Regions from separate parts of the Sus scrofa genome. Here region 2 is linked to region 1. The links are chromatin contacts, called in public HiChIP or PLAC-seq maps. All regions are on one chromosome and are shown on one strand. The core of a region is the stretch at or near the end of the contact, and the rest is flanking DNA. Distances in the headings are between cores, read along the strand shown.

Region 1 (7,384 bases), core at 2,649-5,148:
CTTGCTTTTTCCTTTACCCAAGAAAATTTTTTTCAATTTTGTGTAGAGAAACATAATTTTCTTTTATGGTTTGGGGGTTTTCTGTGATATGTAAGAAGGCCTTCTCCAGCCTAAGATTATGACACAGCCCATTTCTTTCTAACACATTTGTAGTTTCATTATATATATAGATATAATATATAAATATTGTATGTATTTAATTTTTAATATACCTTTTAATCTGTTGGAATTAATTTTGGCACAGATGTAAGGTAAGGACCCAATTTAGTTAGCCTGGTGGATACTTGGTGATCCCAACAGTATTTATCAACGAATGTGTAAGAACTGTGATCAGACATAAGTAGTGTGTAGACGGGAGGAATTTGCAGATACATTTTTATTACTGTGTTTTCCCTATTATATTTCAGCATCAGATTTTTTTTTTTTTTTTTAAAGAATTTTGGTCTTTAGGCAGTGATCTGTGATGGGTATAAACTAGAAATTTTCTATTATAATAAACATAATTTAAAATTGTTTCATAGGCAAAGCTACCCCAGGGGCTGGCAGTGTTCAGCTAAGTGATAAAAGGACTGAGTAACTGCATTGCCATTGGACAAGCACTCAGTCAATTCCCTTAAGAAAATTAACACAAAATGCTTATTCATTGATTAAAATACCGAAATTTGGAGTTCCCGTCGTGGCTCAGTGGTCAATGAATCCGACTAGGAACCATGAGGTTGTGGGTTCGATCCCTGGCCTTGCTCAGTGGGTTAAGGATCTGGCATTGCCGTGAGCTGTGGTGTAGGTCGCAGACACGGCTTGGATCTGGCATTGCTGTGGCTGTGGTGTAGGCTGGCAGCTGCAGCTCCGATTGGATCTCTGGCCTGGGAACCTCCATATGCCACAGGTGCGGCCCTAAAAAGCAAAAATTAAATTAAAAATAAAATAAAATATAGAAATTTAAACAGAAACTAGTTCTACATTTAAAGATATGACTCCTCTGGGAAAACTCCTCAAGCCTTTGTTGGCTCATCTGAGAGGGTTAAGAGTTTGAATCTGGACTTCATCACCTCTCAGCCCTGCCACCTTGGGTAACTTACTTGACATCTCTGTGCCACATTTTTCTTCATCTATAAAATGGGGGAAACAAGAGAAGGTTCAGTAGGGCCTGAGTTTCTGCAGTCTGAGATGGGTGCTCTTAAAATTACAAATGTAAAGTGAAGCAGTGTTCTGTAGGATCTGGGAGGGCTTCTCACTTGCAGATTAAGCCTCATTAACTTCCCCAGAGGTGAACCTCTGAAAATAGCATCGTCTTCATCTTCTACGGCTGTTCGGCTGTTCGGCTGTTGGGACGCAGGTTGAGGCCGTGTGGGTAAATCATCTGGCTCTGGGGCTTAGTGGGCCTGACTCCCAGAATAACTCAGGTGTGTAAGATACATTGCTTTCTTTCTTTTTTTTTTTTTTCTTTTTAGGGCCACATCTGCAACATACGTTAGTTCCCAGGTTAGGGGTTGAATCAGAGCTATAGCTGCCAGCCTACACCACAGCCTCAGCAACAAGAGATCCGAGCCTCATCTGCAACCTACACCACAGCTCACAGCAACGCCGGATCCTTAATCCACTGAGTGAGGCCAGGGATTGAACCTGAGTCCCCATGGATGCTAGTCAAGTTCATTACTGCTGTGCCACAATGGGAACTTCCTACATTGCTTTCTTTCTGTATAAAAACCTACCTGAAGTTCCGACGCCAAGCCCCCAGTTCTACAGAGCCAGCAAACCCCTTTTCTTCAGTCATTCTTAAATTTTTTTTTTTTTTTTTCTTTTTAGGGCCACACCTTTGGCATATGGAAGTTCCCAGGCTAGGATTCGAATGGGAGCTATAGCTGCTGGCCTATGCCACAGCCACAGCAACGCTGGATCCTAAACCCACTGATCAAGGCCAGACATCGAATCGTCATCCTCATAGATACTAGTCTACTAGTCGGGTTCGCTATTGCTGAGCCACAAGGAGAACTCACATTCTTTTTTTCTGAAAATTTGTTATTTGAGGATTTTTTTTAAAAGGTGATAGACATATTTTTTTTTTCTTTCTTTTTTTTTTTTTTTTTTTGTCTTTTGTTGTTGTTGTTGTTGTTGCTATTTCTTGGGCCGCTCCCGCGGCATATGGAGGTTCCCAGGCTAGGGGTCGAATCGGAGCTGTAGCCACCAGCCTACGCCAGAGGCACAGCAACGCATGATCCGAGCCGCGTCTGCGACCTACACCACAGCTCACGGCAACGCCGGATCGTTAACCCACTGAGCAAGGGCAGGGACCGAACCCGCAACCTCATGGTTCCTAGTCGGATTCGTTAACCACTGCGCCACGACGGGAACTCCCAGACATATTTATTATCTTAAGGCATGGGTTCTTTTTTTTCCTTTCTTTCTTTTTTTTCTGGCCTTTTGTCTTTCTAGGGCTGGACCCCTGGCATATGGAGGTTCCCAGGCTAGGGATCTAATTGGAGCTACAGCTGCCGGCGTACGCCACAGCAGCGCAGGATCCAAGCCTCATCTGTGACCTACACCACAGCTCACAGCAATGCTGGATCCTTAACCCACTGAGCAAGGCCAGGGATCGAACCTGCAACCTCATGGTTCCTAGTTGGATTTGTTTCTGCTGCTCCACGACAGGAACTCTTCTTTTTTCTTTTAATTTATTTTTAATTATCCAAAGGTCTTTGAATCAGCAAAGTGAAATGTACAATTTGGGAAGTTTTTCTGATAATCCATATTTCATCTTACACTTGTCCCATTAGAATGTATGTCTTGAATTAAAAGAAATCCTTCTAAATAAACCGTGTATATTTTAAAAATCCAACCTCTTCTTAGTGAAGCCATACTCCATCTACTGAATCCAGCAGCCAGTGACATTCCACCTTGTTGCTGCCATCCTGGCATCAGACGTGGAACAGGGACAGGCTATTAAACCAGTTTTAGCAAATTCAGAAAAGCACGTTCTTGGCTGGGGGAAAAAAATCCGCTTATCAAGAGATGTTATTCCTTCAAAGGATGAGAACCTCTTTCTTCACAGAGTTTGGAGGGCGCTTTTTGTTCTGGAAGAACAGCATCTGGATTTGAATATGTCCATCCTCAAAAGGAGATTTCTCATAATGGACCGGACTCAAAACACTCAGAGCACAAGGACCCGTGCGTTTTCAAAAGGAGACACTTCCCCAGATGCGCGAGGGCTCTTGTGTCCCCGTCAGCAAGCGCTTGGGAGGTGGGAGAGGGCTCCAGCGCCCTTGACACACTGAAAGACTTTCCATCATCTTCTGCCTCCCCACCCTACTCCAGGAATTTGGGACCTGAATTCATTTAAAAACATTTGTGGATTCAGGAGGCTTTGTTTTTTTTTTTTTAAATTATAAAGTTTCCAAGGAGAGCTTACCATGAAAGACCATCTGAGAGATGAGAAAGAAGGAAGCCAGGCCAAGGCCGGCCAGGCTGTATGGTGGGTTTGGGGAGAATGCTTATCTAGAGCCCGGCCACCTGCAGCCTGTGCTGCCAGGCAGGAGCCCACCGACAGGGGTTCGAATCCCTCCCCGTCGGTCCCTTCCGACGCGGCCCCGGGGGAAGTTGTGTAACCTCTGAGCCCCGCGACGCCCTTTCCTGGAGCCCGGAACTGGAACGAAGCCCTTGGAAGCCCTGACATCAGAGGTGACGCGAGCCTTCGCAGGCGATGACTAGGCAGAACCCATTGCCACTCCCTTTCCCTTGTCCCGGCCGCGGGGCGCGGGCGTGTCGCCTCCGACCAGGTGGTCCTGCTTCCTCTAGCAGCTTCCGTGCGGCACCGCACTCCGGCGCTCCCGGGGCACCCAGACCCTCCCTCGTTCCTCCGCTGCACCGCCGGGCCTCTGATAACACAGCCTGTGGGCTGGGCTGTGGCGCCCCCTGCTGGTGACCGCAGGGAGGTGGGGCACGGGGACGCCTTTGCCACATCTTAACCAAAAAAGTCCTTTCTGGAGTTAAACACAAGACAGAACGTCTCAATGATGAGAGATGCTGAATCTCAGAAAGGAAAGGGGCAGGGGAAACCTTCCTATCAAGGCGAGCTCCCAGGTGGAATGGGGTTTGGACAAAAGTGAGGTGGCCCCTGAGGCTATGGGGCGGGGTGAGATGCGGTGCCTACGGTGTAGTCTTTGGAGTCCCAGGATGGAAAGGCCTCTCGTGAGGTTCCTGGTAACCCTGGCTTTTGGGAATGGGTGGAACATAGACAGGTAAGGATGGGTAGAGGGCGATTCCACTGCTGCCCCCATCCCACCCCACTTGGCAAAGTCATCTTCCTTCAACACTCAGCTTGCCTCTTCTCACAACAGTTCCTGATGCCCCCTGAGAGGTCACACTGCCCCCTTGCCTGCAGGTGCTCCCATCAACCCATCCTATAAAGGCAGGATCCAGGCTGTCGTCCCCACTAGGCTGTTGGACTCCATCCGGACTCTCTCTCAACCCCCGAGAGCTGCCCAGCACGTCACTGGTGCTCAGTGCATGTTTGATGACTTCGGTTGATTTGGGAATGGCTCCAGGTCCTCCTTGGCTTTTTATTTTATTTTACTTTAGTCTTTTTGCCTTTTCTAGGGCCACTCCCTTGGCATATGGAGGTTCCTAGGCTAGGGGTCTAATCAGAGCTGTAGCTGCAGGCCTACACCAGAGTCACAGCAATGCAGGATCCGAGCTGCGTCTGCAACCTACACCACAGCTCAAGGCAACGCTGGATCCTTAACCCACTGAGCAAGGCTAGGGATCAAACCCGCAACGTCATGGTTCTTAGTCGGATTCGTTAACTACTGAGCCACGACGGGAGCTCCCCTCCTTGGCTTTAGAAAGGCCCTGGGCAGGTGGAGAAGGAGTCCTGAGTGGTGGTGATCTGGGCCGTCCCTCCTTGCTCTGAACCCCCTCCTGTCAGACGGATTCCTCAGGCAGGGTTACCCCCTCCCTTCATTAAGACCCCCTCCTGACTCTGCCTTAGGCTCCCACTTCCAGTCCCCCACTTCCAGTCCGGCCCTCTCCTTGTCTCTGATTTCCCAGGATGCCCCCCCCCAGCCCCCGGTGGCTGCCCTGCTCACCCTGATTGGGCTCTGACACCCACACTGGCTCCCCCATGTGGGGATCCCCCCTCACCCCATTTGTGCTCTGACACCCTGAGCCAGATTCCCACTCAGACCCCTCCTCACTCCACTGTGACACCCCCTCTTGTCTTCTGTGGTTCCCACCCCCATACAGACATCTCCCTTGATTTGCTGGTTTTATCAACTGATGGCTTTTTCAGGGCCACACCCGCAGCACATGGAGGTTCCCAGGCTAGGGGCTGAATCGGAGCCATAGCCACTGGCCTATATCACAGTCACAGGAACATGGGATCCGAGGTGTGTCTATGACCTACACCACAGCTCAGGGCAATGCTGGATCCTTAACCCACTGAGCGAGGCCAGGGATTGAACCTGCGTCCTCGTGGATACTAGTCAGATTCGTTTCTGCTGAGCCATGACAGGAACTCTGAGAAGGCAGCTCTTGTAGACGGAGGGATGAAGCTTGGGGACAGCCATTGCTGCTGCCTGGATGATGGGTATCTGAGGGGGTCTGAGGTGCCTGGGCAGGTGTTGGGGGACTGTGGGAAGCGGGTCAGGGTCTGCAGGACACAGGCTCTGAGTGATAGGACTTCTTCGTGCCAGGGCACCGGGCAGACCACCCCTTCCCCATCTGTGCCCCTTTACGGCTCTCTCTGTCCCCATCTCTGGTCACCTTGAGGAAGAGGACCTGGAAATTCTGCTTTGGTGGCTGAAGCAGATGTCACTGACCTCCTGATGGAACCACCAGATGATCTTTGCAACCACGGGTGGAGAGAGTGCTGTGGCTAATCCCTCCACCCCCACTTCCCCAGAGAGAAGAGGAAGTTAAGGATCAGGGGTTGCGTAAATTGCCCTCAGTGGCTCCCGGAATCCCAGACTCCAATCCCAGCATCTTCCGGCCACCGTTGGCCTTTCCCCGGCCTCTCCCCGCCCCGTTTCTTTATCATGCTTTGGAGGTAACGAGCTTCTTGAGTCGGAGCCAAGCTTGAGGTTAGGGCTCAGGGTTAGGACTCTGTAGTCAGACAGAAAGCAGGTCAAGGGGTCAGGAACTTTCCCCCAAACCTCAGGGGCAAGCTCTGAGGCACCTTCATTGGAGTGGGGGATTTGGAGCAGGATGACCATATAATTAGTCATCCAGTTTAGGATACTTTTGAGAATGAAAGGGAGTGCTATTAATAATGACACCATGGCCGTAGTGGTTAATGAATCCAACTAGGAACCATGAGGTTGCGGGTTCGATCCCTGCCCTTGCTTAGTGGGTTAAGGATCCAGCGTTGCCATGAGCTGTGGTGTAGATTGCAGACAAGGCTCGGATCCCGCGTTGCTGTGGCTGTGGCTGTGGCCGGCGGCTATGGCTCCTATTAGACCCTTAGCCTGGGAAACTCCATATGCCATGGGAGCTGCCCAAGAGATGGCAAAAAGACAACAACAACAACAACAACAAAAAGGATGCCATGGCAACAGCTGTGAACAGAGAGGTGAGGTCACTATTAATGGTACCACCTGCCCAGCCCTGTCTCCACCTCCACAGCCTCAGAACCCCCCCAGACCTGGCACAGAACAGCAGCCAGTTACTAGGCAGTTAATGGTGCTGGGCATTCAGCAGAGCTTGTTTGTTTGTTTGTTGGTTGGTTTTGCTTTGTTTTTTGCTTTTTAGGACCGTACCTGTGGCACATGGAGGTTCCCAGTCTAGGGGTCAAATTGGAGCTGCAGCTGCCAGCCACAGCCACAGCAATGCAGGATCTGAGCCGTGTCTTCAACCTTACACCACAGGTCATGACAACGCCGGGTACTTAACCCACTGAGCAAGGCCAGGGATCGAACCTTCGTCCTCATGGATGCTAGTCAGATTCGATTACTGCTGAGCCACAACGGGAACTCCAGCAGCAGAGCTTGTTTTATTAGCTCTCCATGACAACATGTGGCTGATCTACTTATTGTTCCCATTATATTTATGGAGAGGCTGAGGCCCAGAAGACTCTTGCCCAAGAAATACGCAGCTGGTGAGTGGTAGGGTTGGGATTTAAATCCAGGGAGTCTGGCTTTCCTTGGGAAGATTATGATAAAAATTTAATGAACTGGTTTGGCCCACAAGAATTGTGCCATGGAATGAGGGTTCCTCAATCTTTCATCAGACCTCTGCGCACCCCATCCCATCACCCCAGTCTCTTGTAGCTGTTTTTTTTTTTTTTTTTTTTTTTTTTTTTTTTTGTCTTTTTGCCATTTCTTGGGCCCACGGCATAGGGAGGTTCTCAGGCTAGGGGTCGAAGCGGAGCTGTAGCTGCTGGCCTACTCCAGAG
Region 2 (7,384 bases), core at 2,729-5,228, 350 kb before region 1:
TTTTTTTAATTAATTTATTTTTTTGCTGCACAGTATGTGGAAAGTTCCCGGGGCAGGGAACAAACCTACATCATAGCTGTGACCAGAGGCGCAGCAGTGACATTGCTAGATCCTTAACCTGCCATGCCACAAGGGAACTCCTTCCATTTTTTTTAGAAGACATTCTTTTTCTTCAAGATAACTTGATGGGTTTAAATTTAGACTTAAAAAAAAATTATTCCCAAGGAAGATGTTTTTCATTTCAAGATGTTTGGCCTGCTCTTGAAATGAGAGGAAAAAAAGCCCTGTGATTGCTGAGGAGGTCCCTGGTCCTGTGCTATGACTCCTAACTTTGGCTTTGTTCTATTGCAGACAGGTCACTACCTTTCCATTTCTCACAATTGGGCTGAGCACAATTGAACCATGGGGGAACACAGTCCAGACAACAGCATCAGCTATTTTGAGGCAGAGGAAGATGAGCTGACCCCCGATGACAAGATGCTCAGGTTTGTGGATAAGAACGGACTGGTGCCTTCCTCATCTGGAACTGTTTATGATAGGACAACTGTTCTCATTGAGCAGGACCCTGGCACTTTGGAGGATGACGATGATGATGGACAGTGTGGAGAACACTTGCCTTTTCTAGTAGGGGGTGAAGAGGGCTTTCACCTAATAGATCATGAAGCAATGTCCCAGGGTTACGTGCAACACATCATTTCACCAGATCAGATTCATTTAACAATAAACCCTGGTTCCACGCCCATGCCAAGAAATATCGAAGGTGCAACCCTCACTCTGCAGTCGGAATGTCCAGAAACGAAACGCAAAGAAGTAAGTATAGCGGCGGGTGAGGGCCCAGTTTGGCTTTGGGGAAAGTCTTTACATGAGTCTTTCTGGCAGTTTCAGCTGGGGAGTGTAGGGGGTCCCTGGAATTGGGACCTGCAGTGGCTTTCCTTACTGTATATGCCTCACGTCTTGTTGTGACTGCTTTCTGGAACTTTTGGTGTGTACGGCCACATTGAAATTTGGGAAAAGTAAATTACCATTTTTTCAGAATGTCCTCCCCAAATCATAAATAAAATAGAAAATTCACTCTGGTAAATCCATGTTTCTGATGTGAAAGTAATAGAACTTGGCCTCTCTCTGGGTTGTGTGAAAATGATTTGTTTTGGAGAGATGAGTATTTGCTGGAATGTGCTTTATTTGTGAACGCTTAATGGATAATGAAGGCTGGCTTTCTTTTGTAAGAAAATGAGGCAAGAGACAGTAAACCAGGAGTTCCCTTGTGGCACAGAGGGTTAAGGAGCTGGCATTGTCACTGAAGTGGCTTCGATCACTACTGTGGTGCAGGTTTGATCCCTAGCCTGGAACTTCCACATGCTGTGGGCACATCCACCCTCCGCCCCCCAAAAAAGAGAGACAGTCAGTGAGAGCAGCTTATCTAAATAAGCTTTCATGCTCATATTTAGCTAATGTGAGTAAGGTAACACTTATTACAATGCTTTGAACACTGTAAAGTGTTGTACAAATTGTACTAGTGGTGATAATTAGCAGGAGTTAACAATGTAGTTTAATCTGAGGGCTAATTGCAAGTCAGCTGGAAAAAAGCGGATCCCTGCTAATTGCATTGCCAGGGACTAAATGTAAGATTTTCCAAACAGCCATTGTTTAGCAAAATATTTTTCTCTTTTGTTGTAATTAAGGTCTTGAAACTGGAGAATTTTATGATTTATGGCATGTGTGTTTTCCTTTGCTAGGCTTAGAATCTCAGAGCTGAAAGGAACCCTAGCAAGACCATGCTGTCTTACCTCCCACCTCAACAGGCATTGCTGTATAGCCTCTCTGACACCAGTTCCTCTGATCTCTGCTTGAATATTTTCATAATGATGAGAGCACAGTGTTTCACAGTTCAGCCTAATACATTTGTTGGCCAGCTCTGATTGTTAGAAAGCTCTTACTCATGCGGAGCCAAAATCTGCCTTCCTGCAGCTACTGCCCACTGGTTCTAGTTCTTCCTCTCTGAACAGTGAGCTAAACCTTCCTCCGCCAGGACAACCCATCAGGTAGTTAAGATCAGAGGCTTCTCTACATCTTCTCCTGTGCAGGCTAAACACCTCCATTTACTTAAATGTCTCTAATCTTGGGATGTTTTTCCCCTAGTTTCTCATCAGCCTGGTCACCTTTGATTGTACACGTTCCAGTTTTCCAAAGTCCTTAAAATTCGTAATTGAGCACGGTCTCACAAGTGTGAGTCAGCTAGCACTGAATACCGTGCAATTCTTATCTCTTAATCTGGACACTGTCCTACAATTACTGTATGATCTGTATTTTATTAGCAATGATATCTTACTGTTAGCCTGCACTTGGAAATCCCTAGAATAGTGTCTTTTCACTGGGGCTAGTTTTGTCCCCCAGGAGATACTTGGCAATGTCTGGAGACGTTTTTGGTTGTCACACTCTGGAAGTGCTCCTGGAATCTAGTGGGTAGAGCACGAAGAGCCTGTTAAACATCCCGCAGTGCACAGGACAGCCCTCTGCAACAAATGATTGTCTGGTCCCAAATGTCAGCTAGCTCTATTCCAATAAAATTTTACTTACAGAACAGCTCGTGGGCTACCCGGACTCCCTCTAGACTAGACTATAGGGAGTTGTAGAAGAGGAGGGTGGAAGGGTAGCAGAGGTCCAGACTCAGAAGGCAGTGACGGCCTGCTCAGGGGTTTGGACTGTATTCTAGGACTAGCAGGAAACCACTGAAGGTGTCTGAGCCACAGACTGATGTGGGTAGCGTAGCATTTTAGAAAGCTAGCTCTGGTAGCAGTGCTGGCATGATTACCCAGGTAGGAGATAGTTGTAGTTTTGGTCTGGAGTTTCACTCGAGTCTGATGAAGTGTAGTATGGGAAGAACCAGAGCTTTTGTTGAAGTGTGAGAGAACTTGAGTTTGAAGAATGAGCCGTGAATTGGGTCTGATTCAAAGGATTTGTCCGTTTTTCCAAGTGTGTTGAGTTGCTTCTGTTTCTTAGCACAGGGACCATAGGGATGACCAGTGGAGCTCCCAGTCTAGGTAGTGAGTTAAGTAGTTCCAGTCCACTGTGATAGGTGCTTGGAGGCATGTTCAGAGTGCCCTGTGCGTGCGGAGGAAAAAGCGGCCAACTTGCCTGTCCCCCTCACTGTCTGGGTATGGTGATTCCCTTATAGGAATCAGGAAGAAGCCAAAGTTCGATGGGGAAATGGACAAGTTGGTTGGAGTATATCGGATGTATAGTCCCTGGAGAAAAGTAAAGTGAACAAGTTGAGAAGCCCTTTGGAAATGTGGATCTGAAGTCAAGGACATGGTTTGGGATTAGCACTATGAATCCAGGAGCTCCTGCTGTGGCACAACGGGAACGGCAGTGTCTTGAGAATGCTGGGATCCGGGTTTGATCCTCAGCCCCGCACAGTGGCTTACAGCTCCGGTGCGCCACAACTGCAGCTTAGGTCCCAACTGCAACTCAGATCCGATCCCTGGCCCGGGAGCTCTGTATGCCACGGGGCAGCCAAAAATGAAAAAAGAAAACAAAACTGTGAATCCATGAAAGGGCAGTAGTTCAAACTGTGGGCAAATTACCTGAGGGAGAAGTAAAAGTTGTTCTGAGAATCTAAGGGTTAGAAAGAGAAAGAGGAACCAGAGGTCACACAGTCCCAGGAATGGATGGAGTAGTGTTGTGGAAGCTGAGGGGAGAGAGATCCAAGACGTGTGACTATTCCTTTGTGACCCTGCAGAGGGATTGAGGAGCCCAAGAGAAGCTGTTAGTTGTGCTGTTTGTGCAGTTGACCACATCATGGGAGGACTTTCACTAGAGCACTGGGGGCTGAAGCCAGTGGGTGGTGAGGAAGCAGGAGGCAGGAAACATCAAGCTTCTTATTTTTTATTTTTTTTAATAGGGTAGTTGAAGGAAGAGAGTGATGAGGCAGTAGTAACTCATGGGGATTGAATCATTTTTCAGCAAAGGAAATTTGAACGTGGCTTAGGGCCTTAACTTTGCCATCCTCAGTTAATGATTACTATGAGAGAGTGTTCCAAGAGCAAATGCTTGGGAAACAGTAAGTTGAATCAAGACAGGGGTTTGTTTATTAGTATGGGATTTTTCAGGAGCTTTTGATAATAAATAAGAAGGAAGGAAAGGGAGAATTCTCTAAATATTTTGAATTCGGGAAACCATTTTTCAGGTCTCATTTCCACAATCAGTATTCTGTGGAACACATTTTGGGAAATGCTGAAGTAGGCAGAAAAGGAGGAGATGGTAGGGAAGGAGTGATTATGCAATCAGTGATATGAGCTGTCACTTTCCCACTCCGTCCTACTGGCAAGCCTGCTTTAACAGTCCTGTCTTCTGGTCGTTAATAGTCACGTGGAGGAGTTCCCCTTATGGCTCAGCAGAAATTGAATCTGACCAGCATCCATGAGGACGCAGGTTTGATCCCTGGCCTTGCTCAGTGGGTTAAGGATCTGGCATTGCCGAGCTGTGGTGTAGGTCGCAGATACAGCTCAGATCCTGTGTTGCTGTGGCTGTGGTGTAGGCCAGTGGCTCTAACTATGATTTGACCCCTAGCCTGGGAACCTCCATATGTGTGGGGGCGGCCCATCACATTGAATAGGACAAGGTCAAGGGCATTATAAATACCTGGTTCAGTCTACCATGGATTGAGCTCACTGTACTTTCCTCCCACCATATTTTCCCATTCCTCACAGGAGACCTACGTGGAAGATTCTAGAAACTACTTTTGAAATCACTAGGCATGTGGTTGGTTGGGGATCAAGGGAGAAACGGCAGTGGCTTTCAGTCTGTGAAAATCTTGCTAAATGACCAGGCATTCAGGAGACTGTCTTCCTGAAGCAATATCTTAATGTAGCTTTGCTTTAACAGTAATGTTGTTTTATTCTGTGGCATTTAAATCCATTTAATTGGCCTGAAGAAGCCAGTGTTTATGACTGATAACACTCTTCATGATACTTTTACATCCCACCCCCACCTTCCACCCCCCGCCACACCCTTGGTCTTTTTCTCCATCTCTGTGCCCAGGTGTTACTCTGGAGAAATGAAATCATTTGATAACTAGTCTTCTTGGCTTCTTAAGCAGCTTATTTTCTGAGTCAGATTTTAGCTTGATTTTCCTGTTTACCCTTGATTGTTCCATTGTTTTCTATAGTGTGTGGTTGGCTTACCTATTCATTTCCCCCTCCATGCTTGTCTTGAACAAAAATAAACCAGCCAGAACCCTGCTACAGGCACTGTCTTCTCCTTCCAAGGGGTACTGGTCATTTTAATTCACATTGTACATGTCTTATTCTCGTACTTGCTGCTTTACTACTGCATGCCTGTTGATTTGGTAGCTTTGGAAACTCAAATCCAAATCCTGTCATTCTGCTCAGCACCTGCAGCATATAGAACTTGCCAGGCCAGGGATCAAACTCACGCCACAGCAGTGACAACGCCAGATCCTAAACCACTGTGCCAGCAGGGAACTCCCTAGAATCAGTATCTCAAGCTCTGCTTTTTTTCTTTTTTGCTTTTTAGGGCTGTACCCACGGCATATGGAGGTTCCCAGGCTAGGGGGTCTCATTGGAGCTACAGCTGCTGGCCTATGCCACAGCCACAGTAACACCAGATCCGAGTTGCGTCTGCGACCTACACCACAGCTCACGGCAGTGCCGGATCCTTGACCCATTGAGCGAGGCTAGGGATCAAACCTGCAACCTCATGGTTCCTAGTTGGATTTGCTTCCACTGCACCACACCGGGAACTCCAAGCTTTGCTTCTTTAATATCTTTCTACTGTGGGTTTCTGAGCAGCTCTGCTTCCTTTAGTTGGTTCATGCAGTTAATGGTTTCCCAGACTTTCTTGCATCTGTGCCCTTCTTGAGAACCTGCCAGGACTGCTGGTTTACCTATTCATCTACCTCTGGACCACACTGGTGAACATAACATGCCCCCATCTCCTGTTTTAACTGACGTGTGCTCTTCTGCTGGATAGTTGGCCAAGAAGTGTGAAGTAGCCCAGGACTCACATAACCAAATAATGTTCTTCATGATGCACCAAACTATCCCAGTGCATTGGTGGGGAAAGAGTATCTTTTTCTACCAAGAAACACAGTTACAGTGATGCTTTCTAAGTTAGGCTGCTTGCTGCCTTGGTCAGTGACAATCCAAGAAATTGACTGATTGATTGATTGATTTGATTTTTATGGCTGCATCTTCACATATGAAAGTTCCTGGGCCAGAGATTGAGTTCAACTGCAGCTTTGACCTATGCTCCACCTGCGGCAATGCTGGATTCTTTAACTCATTGCGCCAAACCGGGAGATTGAACCCTCACCTGTGCAGTGATCTGAGCTGTTGCATTCGGATTCTTTTTTTTTTTTTTTTTTTTTTTGTCTTTTTGCTATTTCTTTGGGCCGCTTCAGTGGCATATGGAGGTTCCCAGGCTAGGGGTCTAATCAGAGCTGTAACCACCAGCCTACGCCAGAGCCACAGCAATGCGGGATCCAAGCCGAGTCTGCAACCTACACCACAGCTCACGGCAACGCCAGATCCTTAACCCACTGAGCAAGGCCAGGGATCGAGCCTGCAACCTCATGGTTCCTGATCGGATTCGTTAACCACTGCGCCACGACGGGAACTCCGCATTCGGATTCTTAACCCACTGCACCACAGCAGAAACTCCAAGATTTTTTTTCTTTTCTTTTTATTTATTTATTTTTTTCGTCTTTCTGCATTTTTTCTAGGGCCGCACCTGCAGCATATGGAGGTTCCCAGGCTAGGGGAATCCTTAACCCACTGAGCAAGGCCCGGGATCGAACCCACAACCTTATGGTTCCTAGTCAGATTCGTTAACCGCTGAGCCACGATGGGAACTCCTTTTTTTTTTCTTTTAGTGTGGCAAATTTTAAGTAAAAGGGATGAAACCTGACTCCAGTGTTTCAAGCCTTTTTGCAGTGTGTCCTTTGCCTTGGGAGTTCCAATCTCATTCCTTATCATCAATCCCTCAGGCAGTAGAATGATCCTCTCAGACAAACCGGGTTGTTGCTGACTCTCCAGTCTGCATACTGTGATTACTTTCCTTTACAGGGTCCCTTTTGAACTCCTACAGAATTGCCATTCAGAACTAGGACAGAGACTGTTGCTGCTTGAAATTCTAGTGTTAAGGATCCATTCATTTTTTTCCCCACAAGCTTTTACTTATTGAATATCTACTTTTGTCAAATATCAGGAAGGATGAAATAGTCCCTGCCCTGGGGGACTCAGAGTCTGCAAGGGAGACTAGAGGCTTTGTGGGTAGATATGTGAGATTTGGTAGGAAACCAGGGCAGGAAGCATTTTCCATTTATTATTAGGTGAAGTCATTTCAGCCTGTCCCCTGTATGCCT

What was found. HiChIP or PLAC-seq counts read pairs in DNA pulled down with a chosen protein or histone mark.
Region 2: an H3K27ac HiChIP or PLAC-seq map of alveolar macrophages shows a contact between it and region 1. The contact joins two enhancer-like sites. A contact is called at or near these places in 1 of 47 Hi-C or Micro-C datasets (liver) and 1 of 2 datasets of contacts at active chromatin or transcription factors (alveolar macrophages).

The regions. Positions count from the first base shown.
Region 1 is chr6:93,523,550-93,530,933 of Sscrofa11.1, reverse strand. No RefSeq gene overlaps it. Among named protein-coding and RNA genes, the nearest start is that of ZC3H12A, 14 kb to the left of the region's middle. Within about 2 kb of position 3,898, at least 57 of the 83 cell types and tissues checked have an H3K27ac peak or open chromatin away from gene starts, as enhancers often do. A contact at or near this core is called in alveolar macrophages and liver, where this site is marked.
Region 2 is chr6:93,875,220-93,882,603 of Sscrofa11.1, reverse strand. MTF1 (metal regulatory transcription factor 1) reads left to right here. Exons shown (of 11, transcript NM_001243544.1): 2 at 352-810. The coding sequence starts at 403. Among named protein-coding and RNA genes, the nearest start is that of MTF1, 5.5 kb to the left of the region's middle. Within about 2 kb of position 3,978, at least 16 of the 83 cell types and tissues checked have an H3K27ac peak or open chromatin away from gene starts, as enhancers often do. A contact at or near this core is called in alveolar macrophages and liver, where this site is marked.